Regions from separate parts of the Rattus norvegicus genome. Here regions 1 and 3 are each linked to region 2. Evidence: chromatin contacts called from public Hi-C data. All regions are on one chromosome and are shown on one strand. Each heading gives the region's core, a stretch centred on a gene start, on an enhancer-like site or on the middle of the called end of the contact. The rest is flanking DNA. Distances are from core to core; before and after follow the strand shown.

What was found. Hi-C and Micro-C count contacts between places; a contact is called where the count stands out from the background.
Region 1: a contact with region 2 is called in a Hi-C map of Schwann cells, with 6 times the contacts expected there. The contact joins the enhancer-like site here to the promoter of Egr2 in region 2. A contact is called at or near these places in 10 of 12 Hi-C or Micro-C datasets (Schwann cells, frontal cortex, hepatocytes and 5 more) and 1 of 1 datasets of contacts at active chromatin or transcription factors (oligodendrocytes).
Region 3: a contact with region 2 is called in a Hi-C map of Schwann cells, with 8 times the contacts expected there. The contact joins the promoter of Rtkn2 here to the promoter of Egr2 in region 2. A contact is called at or near these places in 7 of 12 Hi-C or Micro-C datasets (Schwann cells, frontal cortex, hepatocytes and 4 more).

The regions. Positions count from the first base shown.
Region 1 is chr20:20,727,085-20,731,043 of GRCr8, reverse strand. No RefSeq gene overlaps it. Among named protein-coding and RNA genes, the nearest start is that of Zfp365, 64 kb to the right of the region's middle. Within about 2 kb of position 1,978, at least 46 of the 93 cell types and tissues checked have an H3K27ac peak or open chromatin away from gene starts, as enhancers often do. A contact at or near this core is called in Schwann cells, where this site is marked.
Region 2 is chr20:21,052,512-21,056,408 of GRCr8, reverse strand. It overlaps Egr2 (early growth response 2), which reads left to right and starts at 1,968. Exons shown (of 2, transcript NM_053633.2): 1 at 1,968-2,478; 2 at 3,809-3,897. The coding sequence starts at 2,310.
Region 3 is chr20:20,607,069-20,610,778 of GRCr8, reverse strand. It overlaps Rtkn2 (rhotekin 2), which reads left to right and starts at 1,917. Exons shown (of 12, transcript NM_001107625.2): 1 at 1,917-2,160. The coding sequence starts at 2,122.

The DNA.
Region 1 (3,959 bases), core at 729-3,228, 330 kb after region 2:
AAAAAAACATTACGCTTATTCCATGTGTGTCTGTGTGCTTGTTGGGGTTCAAAAGATAACTTTCAGGGAACTGGTTGTCTTTCTACTATATGGAATCCAGGGATTGAACTACAGTCATTATGCTTGGCTGCAAGCTCCCTCAGCCACAGAACCACCTTACAAATCCAGTTTCCATTTAATGAGCCGTGGAGACATCCCTTTTGGTAGCTACTTCCTTGACAACAGCCAATATTCACAAGTACCTAACGTTCTTCATAAGGCACATGTGACAGCCCATCCTGACCTCCTCGGAGAACTGGAAACTTTACCAATGATGTCCCATAAATAAAAGTGACCCCATGGGTTTGTGAGCCCAAGAGAACAGGGCTTAGAATTCCTCCTGCTTTCAACCACAGTCTCTACAGCATGAACATCATCTCTTCTGTAAAGCATCAGGACACAGCGGTACTGACGCACTATAGGTTATTAAACACAAATTATTTTGATGTTTCCAAATAGCTTCACATGTGTCCCAATTCATTTCCTCAGGGAGAGTTTTCTAGAGACAAACTTATTTTGAAAAGGCAAGATGCAACACCACGGTTTTAGATATGCAATATCCAATAATTCTACTGAATAGACCGAGTAACTCCACATTGCTTTCTTTTACTCTCTTACAGTCACCAATATTTACATAACTTAGAAAATTCTACTAGGCTGGTGAGCTGTCTCAACCAGCAAAGGTACCTCTCACACAACCTGGGTTCAGTCTCTGGAGGAGAGAATCACCCTTTCAAATCGTCCTCTGACCTCGACACATATACCTCACCCTATACACAAGTAAGTAAATCTTTAAAAATAAAGACTGCAAAGTCATTACCTGAGAGCAATTAATTCCCTTTGAAGGGTCACAGCTCCTTCCTAACCTCCAGCAATTTCCTCGGTCCCTGGTACAAAGCTGGCCCTTTCTGAGGAGCCCAACCAAAACTGCATGTAGCCAGGGATGCTGAGGTCAGCATTCTTGAAGGATCTCTGCAAGAATACTGTTTCCTTCTTCTTTTTTAATATATATATATACATATATACATATGCACATTGTATATGTATATATGTCTATGCATGTCTATATATGTACTATATGTATGTGTATATGTACATTGTGTATGTATATATGTAAATATGTGCATATATATGTATGTATATATGCATGTATATATGTAATATGCATATGTGTGTATAATTTATGTGTATATGTCAATGTACATATATGTATATGTATATATGTATATGTACATATGTGCCTATATACATATGTAAATATGTATATATGCATATATATTTGTACAATTTATATGTACGTGTACATTTATGTGTATGCATATATGTATGTGTGTATGTGCATATATGTATGTGTACATATATGTATGCATGTATATGTAAATCATCTTCATTATATATAAATTCTTTGAGAATTTTAAATATTCTTGCAATTTATTTTTACCATATGCATCCACTTTAGTCTTCCCCTAACTCCTATCAAACCCATTCTTCACCCTCCCACCTCTTCCCAACTTCATATACTCCTTTCTTTTCTCTCTTTTTCTCATATAACCCAGAGTTGGACCTGTGCTCTCCCTATATCTCCTAATCTTTTTAAAACAGCTTTCAGGGATCTGACTCAGTAACACAGACACACTCTTCCTGGCACGGGAAGATTCCGGCTAACCCCTGAGATAAACAGTGGGCCAATCACCACTGCGAAACTGAGTTTCCGCATTGGCAAAGCAGAAACAATGGCTTTCTCCTGGTTGCTTGAGAGCGCATAGTGGGGCTCCTGTAAACAAACCTGGGGCTAAGGGCGAGTATTACTTTGATTGTTCAGTCTTCATCCTTAATCCAGAGTGAAGAAAGAAAGTGACTCATTCTGTCACCTACTACAGGACAGTCCTTCATTGTGGAATGTGGGCTGTTGGGAACAGCTTGAGTCCAGTTCTGAGAGGCTGAACTTCTCAGCTGGGTGCAGTGAGCTGTCTGTGCCAGTCTCCTCAGGCACAAGAGAAGTCCTTCGGGAGACAATGGTGGCCATTGTGGAGCTGGGGTGTGGCGAGAGGGGGAATGTGGGTAACGCCCACTGAACCTTTGCCAAGGACCTGCATGACAAGCAAGGGCAGTTTTTCTGATTAAGAAGTGGGAACGAAGCTAAAAGACTTGTTCCTCCCGAGGCATGGAAGCCTCAAATCTCTCCAGACAGGTGGCCAAGCCTCAGCGGGTCACGACACATGGATGCTGGGACCTCTGCCCTAGTTTCCACTTCAGTGTTTTTTTTTTTAACTGCCGTCGACCCTAGCCCTGGTCCTCCACTGAACAAATCCACCCATGAAGGAGTGAGCCAAGCTTCACCTCTCTGCCAAGCCATGAGGACCCTTGAGGCCAAATTAAACAAGCTAAAGATGAGTAGCCCAAATTGGGCAACTCGTGCGAGGGAGCGAGAACAGGCGGGGGCTGGCACAGCAAAACAATGGCTTCAAGGGGTGACACGAAGAGTCAGTGGCTGGATACCAAAGAAAAGGGAACCGGGTTGGGAAAGGTGGGAAATGGAGAGGCAGTAGAAAAAGACATGACACAATGCTTCATATATTTGGGGTATTCATTGTTTACCCTGCCTCGATCTGTTTGTGGCCAGTGTTTTCTGGGTACTATCTGAACTACAGCTCAACTGGGCCAAGGGTGGAAGAGCCTCTAAGTTGGTGGTTTTCAATCTGTGGGTCGCAGCCCCTACATACCGAATATACTGTACATCAGATATTTACAGTATGACTCATAACGGTAGCAAAATTACAGTTGTGAGGCAGTAAGGAAAATAATTTTAGGTTGGGGATGTCACTGTAACGTGAGGAACTGCATTAGGAAGGTTGAGAACCACTGCTCTTAGTATACAGGCTGTATCGTGTGATGCTGTCCCCAGCTGGGAGACACTAACCAATCTGCCCATTGTATTACGGCCGTCAGCCTTCTATAGTGAGTGGTTTGTTTCAATAAAGATCCATGTGATACCTGCGGCAAAGTGAACTCTATGTCAGGGGGCTGTGCATTTCCTAAGAAAGAAGAATTTTCATTTTTTTGTTTGTTTGTTTTGTTTTTTTTTTTCATTTCATTTTCCAAGAACAGTATCCAAGAACTGTTAACTTAGGCAGAAAGGGTGTGTTTTTGTATACCCTTCCCAGATTCGTTTTTTTTCGGCATCTTCTCTCACATACACGGTGTGGTCCTGGCTCACTGTCACTAGGGCTTTCCCTTCGTTCCTGAGCTCATTTTCTTTCCTTCTGCTGGCTTCATTTAGGGTTACATGCATCAGCAGAACAACAGCAGTTCACAGCACACCCCTCCAATGTGAGGCTCGACTCTACCCCACGAAGCTACCTGACTCTGTGTAGAATTGAAATGAAGGACCTTACATTCAACAACTGTTAAGGATGCCCTAGAGCAGGAGAGCACGTGGGGAGCATGTCTGAATATAGAGGTCTGCTTCAGGGCACAGGTTACAGGCCTACGAAACCCGCCCAATGCCCCAGACTTACTGAGCCACTTATGAACACCACACTCACCTATCCCCTTCTCCTGATCTTTAAATGGTGGACAATAATAATACCTGTCTCATAGCACTGTGGAGTGATTAAACTAGATATTAGTGCTTTGGACAGGGCATGACACGTCAAGGGCTTAAGTATGATTAGCCAGTATTATAGCCCAGATCCTGTTTATAGACCGAGAATCTTCACATCCTAATAAAATGATCAACTGTGAGTAAGAGGTAGATGATGCAGGCAGAGCGATCATATCTCTGTTTTTTTTTTCTTTTTTTGCTTAAATTTGAATCATCAGCACTAGAGAAGTTTAGTGTAAGTCGTCCAAGTGGGCCCTTCATTCCTGCACTCATTTTGCTTATGAGCAGATCCAGTCAGATAAAATTGAAATAGAAA
Region 2 (3,897 bases), core at 719-3,218:
CAGATAATGCTTTGGGGCGTTTGAAGTCATGGAGAGGAGCATTCCCGGGAGAACAATTTTCGCGACTGACATGGGAAGAAAAGCGCTGCTCGGAGAGCGGCGACAAGCCGGCTCCCGGTGGCCCTGGGGCTCCCCTGACCATGGTACTCCAAGCGGGCAGGAGCCGGCGCGCCGCGGCCGCGGGCACCACAGGTGATGGGCGGGAGAGCGCCTGCAGCGCCGCGCTCCCTCCACGGCGTGGCGCCGTGGCTCCTGCCTACCCGGGATCCTCGCTGCTCCCGGTAGCGTGGGTCAAGAAAGAGAACTGCCTAGCTCGGGCTGGATCCCTTCGCTGCGGGACTTTGGAGCTGGGAAGGGCAGCGCAGTTTCCCAGCCCGCGCCTGCGATCCCAGGCTACGCAGGTCGCGGAGCCTCGGGCTTGGGTACCCTGCGGCAGCCGGAGCGCATCGGATGCGGGCTGGGCGTGTGGGGAGGTGGGAGCCGAAAGTCCGGAGGGCCAGCAGTTTTAGCTCTCTGAAAAGTTTTGGTCATTTAACAGGAAGATTTCTACTGGAAGGGCATGTTTGTTTGTTTGTTTGCCGAGGAAAACACGTGTGGGGGCCACGGCGACCCGAAACTGTCATTTGTTGTCACTCATCGCCGAACAAGCTCTAAGCAAGGGAGGGGAAGGCTATTCCTGGGGTAGACCTTAGGCGCCGGTGGTAGGATGCACCCTTGGAAAGTGTACGCATAGGGATGGGGCAGGGGGTTTGGTGGGTTGTGTAGGTGAGCGCAGTGTCTTCCTAGGGTATCCTGTCTGTCGCCTGGCCGGCGAGCGCACACGCGCGCGCTGTCAGGAGGGAGGTGTGTGGTGTGTAGCGTTAAGGTGTGTGGAGTGGGTTTGTCAGAGAGCAGCGGAGGAGGGAGAGTGTGTAGCGGAAGTGGAGTGTGTGTGTGTGTGTGTGTGTGTGTGTGTGTGTGTGTGTGTGTACGCGCGCGCGCGCGCAGCGGGCAGGGTGAGTGTCCAAGCTTCCATCTGGTCGCCCCCACGCAGCCGACCGCCCAGACACGCCGGGAAGGGCGCCCGCTTTGTGCAGCAGCTGGAGGGGAGGGAGCGGGAGAGCGCGGGCAGGGGGCGTGGGGGTGGGGGTGCCTCTGGCCGAGGATCTCTCTGGAAGCTCCAGCAGCTCTTCTGCTCCATTCTCTCTACCCTAACCCCTACCCTCAAGTTACCTAAAATACTTAAACAAACAAACAGCCCAGACCTGTTCCGTTTTCACTCCTGTATAAATAGCACAGACTTTCCAAAAAAGCAAGACCGCATTTACTCTTATCACCAGACACTACTTTCCACCGTGTAATTCAGAAAAAGGCAGTCAGCTTCCGTGAGTGCGGGTAATTTTTTTTTTCTTCTCTCTCTCTCTCTTTTTTTCTCTGTCTTTTTTTTTTTTTCTTTTGCTTGCGGTTTTGAGCTGCCAAGAAAGTGAAGGAGGGGTTTGACTGTAGTGTCTCGGCAGCGCTCGGTTTCTTTCCGAAGTTTAATTTTCCGGAATGGCTCCCAAACAAGGGCTGGGGAGGCGGAGCCGCCACTACCGGATCTTCTCCTTTTTTGGAAAGTCTCGGAGAACCGGAATTCCTCCCCGCCCCAAGAGACAGAGCTACCATCGCTGCCCGTGGGTTCACCCACGGCAGCCGCGTCAGGGTCGGTGATCGCGCCTTCCCCGCGCTGAACTCTGCAGTCCGGAGTCCCCGTTGCAGGCAGGGGCCGAGAGCTCCAGACCCGGGCGGTTGTCCACCGGCAGCGAATCGTTCCGGGCGAGCTCGGCGGAGCCCGCGCAGCCAAGCCCGTATGCAAATTGGCCATGTGACCGGCAAAAGCTACCAGGCCCAGCCCTGTTCCTCAGTCCATATATGGGCAGCGACGTCACGGGTTATTGAAGACCTGCCCATAAATACTCCGAGCCTAACACTTTCCGTCTGAGAGAGCAGCGATTCATTAATTGCTGGGCGAGGGGACACACTGACTGTTATAATAACACTACATCAGCAACTCCTGGCTCCCCAACAGCCGGATCCCAGGCAGGAGAGAGTCAGTGGCAGATAGCCATTTTTTTTTCTTCCTTAAGAAGCCAACAACTTGGTTGCTAGTTTTATTTCTGTTAGAATTTTTTTTTTGTGTGTGTGTGGATGTGTGGTGGTGGTGGTCTTTTCTAAGTGTGGAGGGCAAAAGGAGATACCATCCCAGGCTCAGTCCAACCCCTCTCCAAAAACGGCTTCTCTGGCACTCCAGGTAGCGAGGGAGTTGGGTCTCCAGGTTGTGCGAGGAGCAAATGATGACCGCCAAGGCCGTAGACAAAATCCCAGTAACTCTCAGTGGTTTTATGCACCAGCTGCCTGACAGCCTCTACCCGGTGGAAGACCTCGCCGCCCCGTCGGTGACCATCTTCCCCAATGGTGAACTGGGAGGCCCCTTTGATCAGATGAACGGAGTGGCTGGAGGTAAGCTGTGTGTCCTCTTCGGAGCTTGTGGGTGGGGAACGGTGGGTGTGTGGGGCTTGGTGGGGAGAATAGGGACTTGAGGTGGACGGCGCTGACCACACTGCCTCTGAAGACTGGAAGTGGGTGCAGGGGGGGCGGGGGAAAGAACGGACAAGGGCTCCTAGGCCGTGCGCGCCGCGCGGGCAGATGCACCTGGTCACCAAAAGCAACCCTCATGCCTGCGGCTCCGGGCGCGCCCAGCTTTGGCTGGACGCAGGGCTGAAGGATCACCCGCTCCTGGTTCTTGAGTCAGGTCCATCAGCAGGACTCTGCGCTTCTGGGATAGGGTTAAAGTGATGGGAAAGTTCAGCAGTCAGGCTAAAGCTGCGCCTCTGGAGAGCTAAGTGGCAGGGGAGCGCTTAGGAAACGCGCGGGCAGCGCTCTCTGGGCAGAGCCCACTCGGGGAGGCTCAACGAGCGCGTTACGCTTCTGATGCGGCTGAGAGGCACCACCCAACTTGCGCATAGCCCCGGAGTGAATGGGGTTAGCCAGACGGAGCAGGGCAAATAACAGCGGGAAGCGGCAAGGGGGAATGCCTAGGGAGGCCCGCGCTGGCTCCAGTGTGCTCCGGGTTCCTTGGCAATGCTGTGTAAAGTCGTCTTCCTCAGCCCCCGCGCCTTCCTAGAAGCCCAGACTCTTAGTCTTAGGCTAAGGCAGGGATGCGCGGGTGTCGGGCTTGGCCGAGGTTGATGGGAGGGAAGGGAACCCTAGACTCCTTCCTCCGCTGCCCGGGTTCCTACTGGCAGTCTTCAGCTGAAGCGCAGCGGGAGAGGAAGGGGGAGGTGGCACCAGGAATTAGCAGCAAGAACATCACCCACCCACTTACCCATTCTGGGGTTCCCCTCTCCCGCGGCTGGCACCTTCTGTGTGCCGCTTGGGATTGGTCCGTTCTTTTACTGGTGTCTGTGCGGTTGCCTCCGCGGTAGGACCACAAGGCAAAGGAGTGGGAGAGAAGTCCGAGGCAGATGGGAAATTGTTTGATATTGTTGCTGTTATTGGGTGTTTTACTCTTGCAGATGCCTGGGGAATAGAGGCAGGAAGGGGCATGCCCTGCTTCTTGGAGATACAGTTCTTGAGTCCTAGACTCTGACTAACTTCTTACTGTCTCTCCAGGCCTCAGTTTCCCCACCTGTTGGACTTTGCTCCAGCTCTGTAGTGTTGGAATCATGAAATGGGGATGGCCGTGTATATGTGTGTGAGAGAGAGCGTGTGCACGCACGTGCATGTGTGAATTTCCACGTGCCTGTATTCTCATCGTCCTCTCTCTTTCTCCCGACTTTTCCCTCCCCAGATGGCATGATCAACATTGACATGACCGGAGAGAAGAGGCCCTTGGATCTCCCATATCCGAGTAGCTTCGCTCCCATCTCTGCGCCTAGA
Region 3 (3,710 bases), core at 668-3,167, 450 kb after region 2:
CTTCAGCACTTCCGGGACACATCCCCGGATGCCTTAGAAAGAGATAGTCCCACATCATTTCTTCTGCAAAGAGAAAGGTCTTTAATGGCAACTACCTATAGTCTATAGGTAAGTACCAAACACAGCCTCTTCTAGATTTCTTCCTAGGATTATTAATCCTGCAATACTCATCCATTTTCACATCGGTGCTCACTTTGAAACCGGTCACCTTTTTGGTTTTCTCTCTCAAGGCGCTTTGGTCTGAGTCTGAGCGCTGTGTGTGTTACAGGGTAAATGCTGTGAGTCTGACGATGAGCTCTCTGTGTACAGTTCATTTACCGTGTGTACGTCTTCATTTGTGTGTCAGGCGTGATGCCCGGCTCCTGCAGCTAATTACATCACAAAGGAGCAGCACAAGAGACCCGTGCGCTGGGTCAAAGGGCACTTCACGGGAATGGAATTCAGACCCGTGTTTGGAGACACCTGGGTGAGGTGGGCGTTGGTAATTTTGAGTTTCACCTACTTTACAATTGTGGGTCATTACGGGCTGCTAAAGTAAGAGGAAAATCACTCCTAACTGGGCAGCAGCTTCTAGAATCATCTAGTCCAGAGGTTCTCAACTAGGCAATTATCCACTTGAGAGGAAGGAATTTTATATATATATACATATACACACATATATATACATATATACATATACATATATGCACATATATACATATATATACATATATACATATATGGATAATTATATATATAATATATATGGATATGCATCTCTCTCTCCCGCCCCGTGTGTGTGTGTGTGTGTGTGTGTGTGTGTGTGTGTGTGTGTGTGCGTGTGTCTGTGTTCAGTGTTTGGGGGAGGTATGCCCACATCCTGGTGCACATGGACATTACTTTGGGGAGTTGGTTCTGTCCTTCCACCATTGGACACTGGGAATTGGAACTCAGGTCAGGAGCTTTGGCATTACGTAGGTACCTTTCCTTGCTGAGCCATCTCACTGACACACTCGATTTCTTTTTAAGAAGTACACCATTCAATTGACTGCCTTAACAAGGAGGTCTGTGAGCAAGACGGCCATATCATTTAAAGTTCACCTTGGAACAAGTGGAAGATAGGGGGACCACTGGGACAACATACCCAAGAAAGGATGTCCCCAAAATAAACAGGGCCAGACTGTTTATAGAAGGAGTGTTGCCCAGGTCTTTAATGAGGTGAGGTAGGAGGTTGATTTGGTAGAGTCTTCCCTCAGGAGGAAAACGTCCAAAGCCCTTCACATTTCCGGTACAAGATATGCCAAGGGATAATTTTAAACACTTTACAGGGGTGTGGACATCCTCTAATTAAAAGTCTAAACTGGTTAGCTCAGTGGTGAACAAATATCTTGTCATGCTTAAGGCCTCGAGTTCAGCATTTCAGCATCTCCCCCTCCTCTCTCTTAATAAAAGCCCGTGCTAACGACCAGGCTTCTGCACATTTGTTTGCTGTCACTTTAGATGTAGACAAACCCAGGGGGAGTACTCGCAAAATGTCTCATATGGTGCCTGTCTCCCCACCCAGCCTTTCAGAGCATGATCTTTGGGTGAAACCATGTTTGAGAGACAGATAATGGGGTCTTACATCCCTGACTGGTCTGTGAGGTCCAGTCAGTCCATTCCTTTAAAGAACTTCAAGCAGGACGCAAGAAGAAACCTGACAAGAAAACCACCTGTTTGAGGCTTCTAAAGGGAGACCTTCTCTAAGACTCCACCACGCCCACTGGCTGGGGCCCCGCCCACTGACAGACACAAACACACCCACTCCGCTCTGGTCCAGCCTACCCATGAGGGTCTTCTTAGTTCAGGCCCCACCCACCACAGACCCCACCCATCCGAGCCCGCTCTTATTCAAACCCCGCCCACCGCATATCCAGGCTCCGCCCACTCCCCGCCCTTGCTTAAGGCCGGCTGTAGCAGAGGGTCTGTGCAGAGTCCTCGGGTCTCGTGCTGTTCTAGAGACGGAGCGGACCCTAGTGCGCTTGCGCGGCGTCGTGGGCCGGGTTCCCCTGCAGCTCGGACTTGGTACGGCCGAGCGGTTGGTGCGGTCTGCAGCTGCAGCCCCGGGGCGCGCTTTTCAAATCGTGGTTGACGTGCGCCGAAATGGAAGGGCAGCTGCTGAGGGGCCTCGCCGCGCAGCAGGTGAGCGAGGCCGGGACTGGAGAGTGGCAGCCTGGACCGAGATCCGGAGCCGGGCGAGCTCCGTGGCGTTGCACGCCTGTAGGCTGCACCCGAGGAGGAGAGCGAGGGCCGGGGCTGGAGGAGGACGCCGGGGCCCTTCCCACCTGCGGGTCTTCCTAGGCTTGCAGAGGAGGTGATGCCCCGGGAGCCGGTCCCCGGTTTGCTCCCAGTGTCTTCGCAGCCTACGCAGCTGGGCATCTAGTGCAAGGTGCTGCTTTCAGCGATGTGGGCAAGCATCAGACTGTGGGGTGACCGCGGGGTGGACGCTCAAAAGGCATGTTCTTAGCTTTCCAGGAAGGTGTAAGTTTAAACGTGGATTCTTGAACAAATACTAGGAAAAAACACTGAGTTGCAAATAAATCCAGTGGGGTTTTTTTGTTTGGTTGGTTTTGTTTGTTTGTTTGTTTGTTGTTTAGCCATCTTTAGATGTGTTCAAAACCTTTTACATTTTAGTGTTGTCGAGAGTATTTCTTGGGAACCCCAGTCAAGAGTTAAAAGTATACTTTCTGTTCATTATTTTAGCACTTTAATTAAAAGAAGACCCTTATGCCCTTTTTAGCTCCATCTTCATTTCCGTTTTAATTTTCACCTCTTACCGGCTCCTGAAGTATAATAGTAATTCTATCTAGACGAAGACTGCAGGTTCACAGAATTTCTACTGCCTTGTTAGAAAGCCCTCTGTAATTCTCTGGAGAGTTGAGCCAGGCTTCAAGTTATTCTGCAAACCGTATTAGTAATCATAGGACCTGTTTTCCAGTAACATACAGAAAACTTTCAACTCTCTTGTGAAGTATTTCTTCTTATTTTGTTGTGTATTCTGGGTGTCCTGGTTGTCTTTTCTAAAGGTAGCCTTGAACTCCTGAGGCTCCGCTTGCCTCTACTTTCTTACTGTGGAGTTTATAGGAGTGCCCCACCAAGCCTGACTTTTGTGGAGCGGAGCTGGGGTCTAACCCAGTGCCTTGTGCATTCTAGGCAAGCCCTAGATCACCTGAGCCACATCCCATTCCTACGTTGATTGTCATCACAGCCTCTACTTTTACCGAACTGAATGAAGATCTGTCGAGTTTCCCGTAGGGATCCTGTGAGTGCTGATGTGGCCATCCAAGTGTGCTTATTAGTGTGTGCGACAGTGACATTTAAGGATGGTAGAGAAGAGAGGATGACAAAGCCGCTGGTATATATAGCAAATATATTAAGGCTTGTTTATGTAAATATGGCAAGATAGCAATTTCTAAGCATAATATCAAAATAATTAAAGTGTAGAACTGGCTTTTGTTTGGGTTTTGCAAATAAACAACGACATAGTAACTGGTTTCAACCTCACAGGAATAGTCGAGTCAGGAGCAGAATTTTAGACTTGACTTAGCATTGCATTTCTATTTGGTACTCGTCCCCTCCCCCCAAATGAAGTCTGTGATCTAACAGGATGAGACCAGAGGTTTAGTGGTTTGCACTCTGCTTCAGCCCGGGGGGGGGGGGGTGTTTCCGACTCTTCATGCACTGAGTGTTGG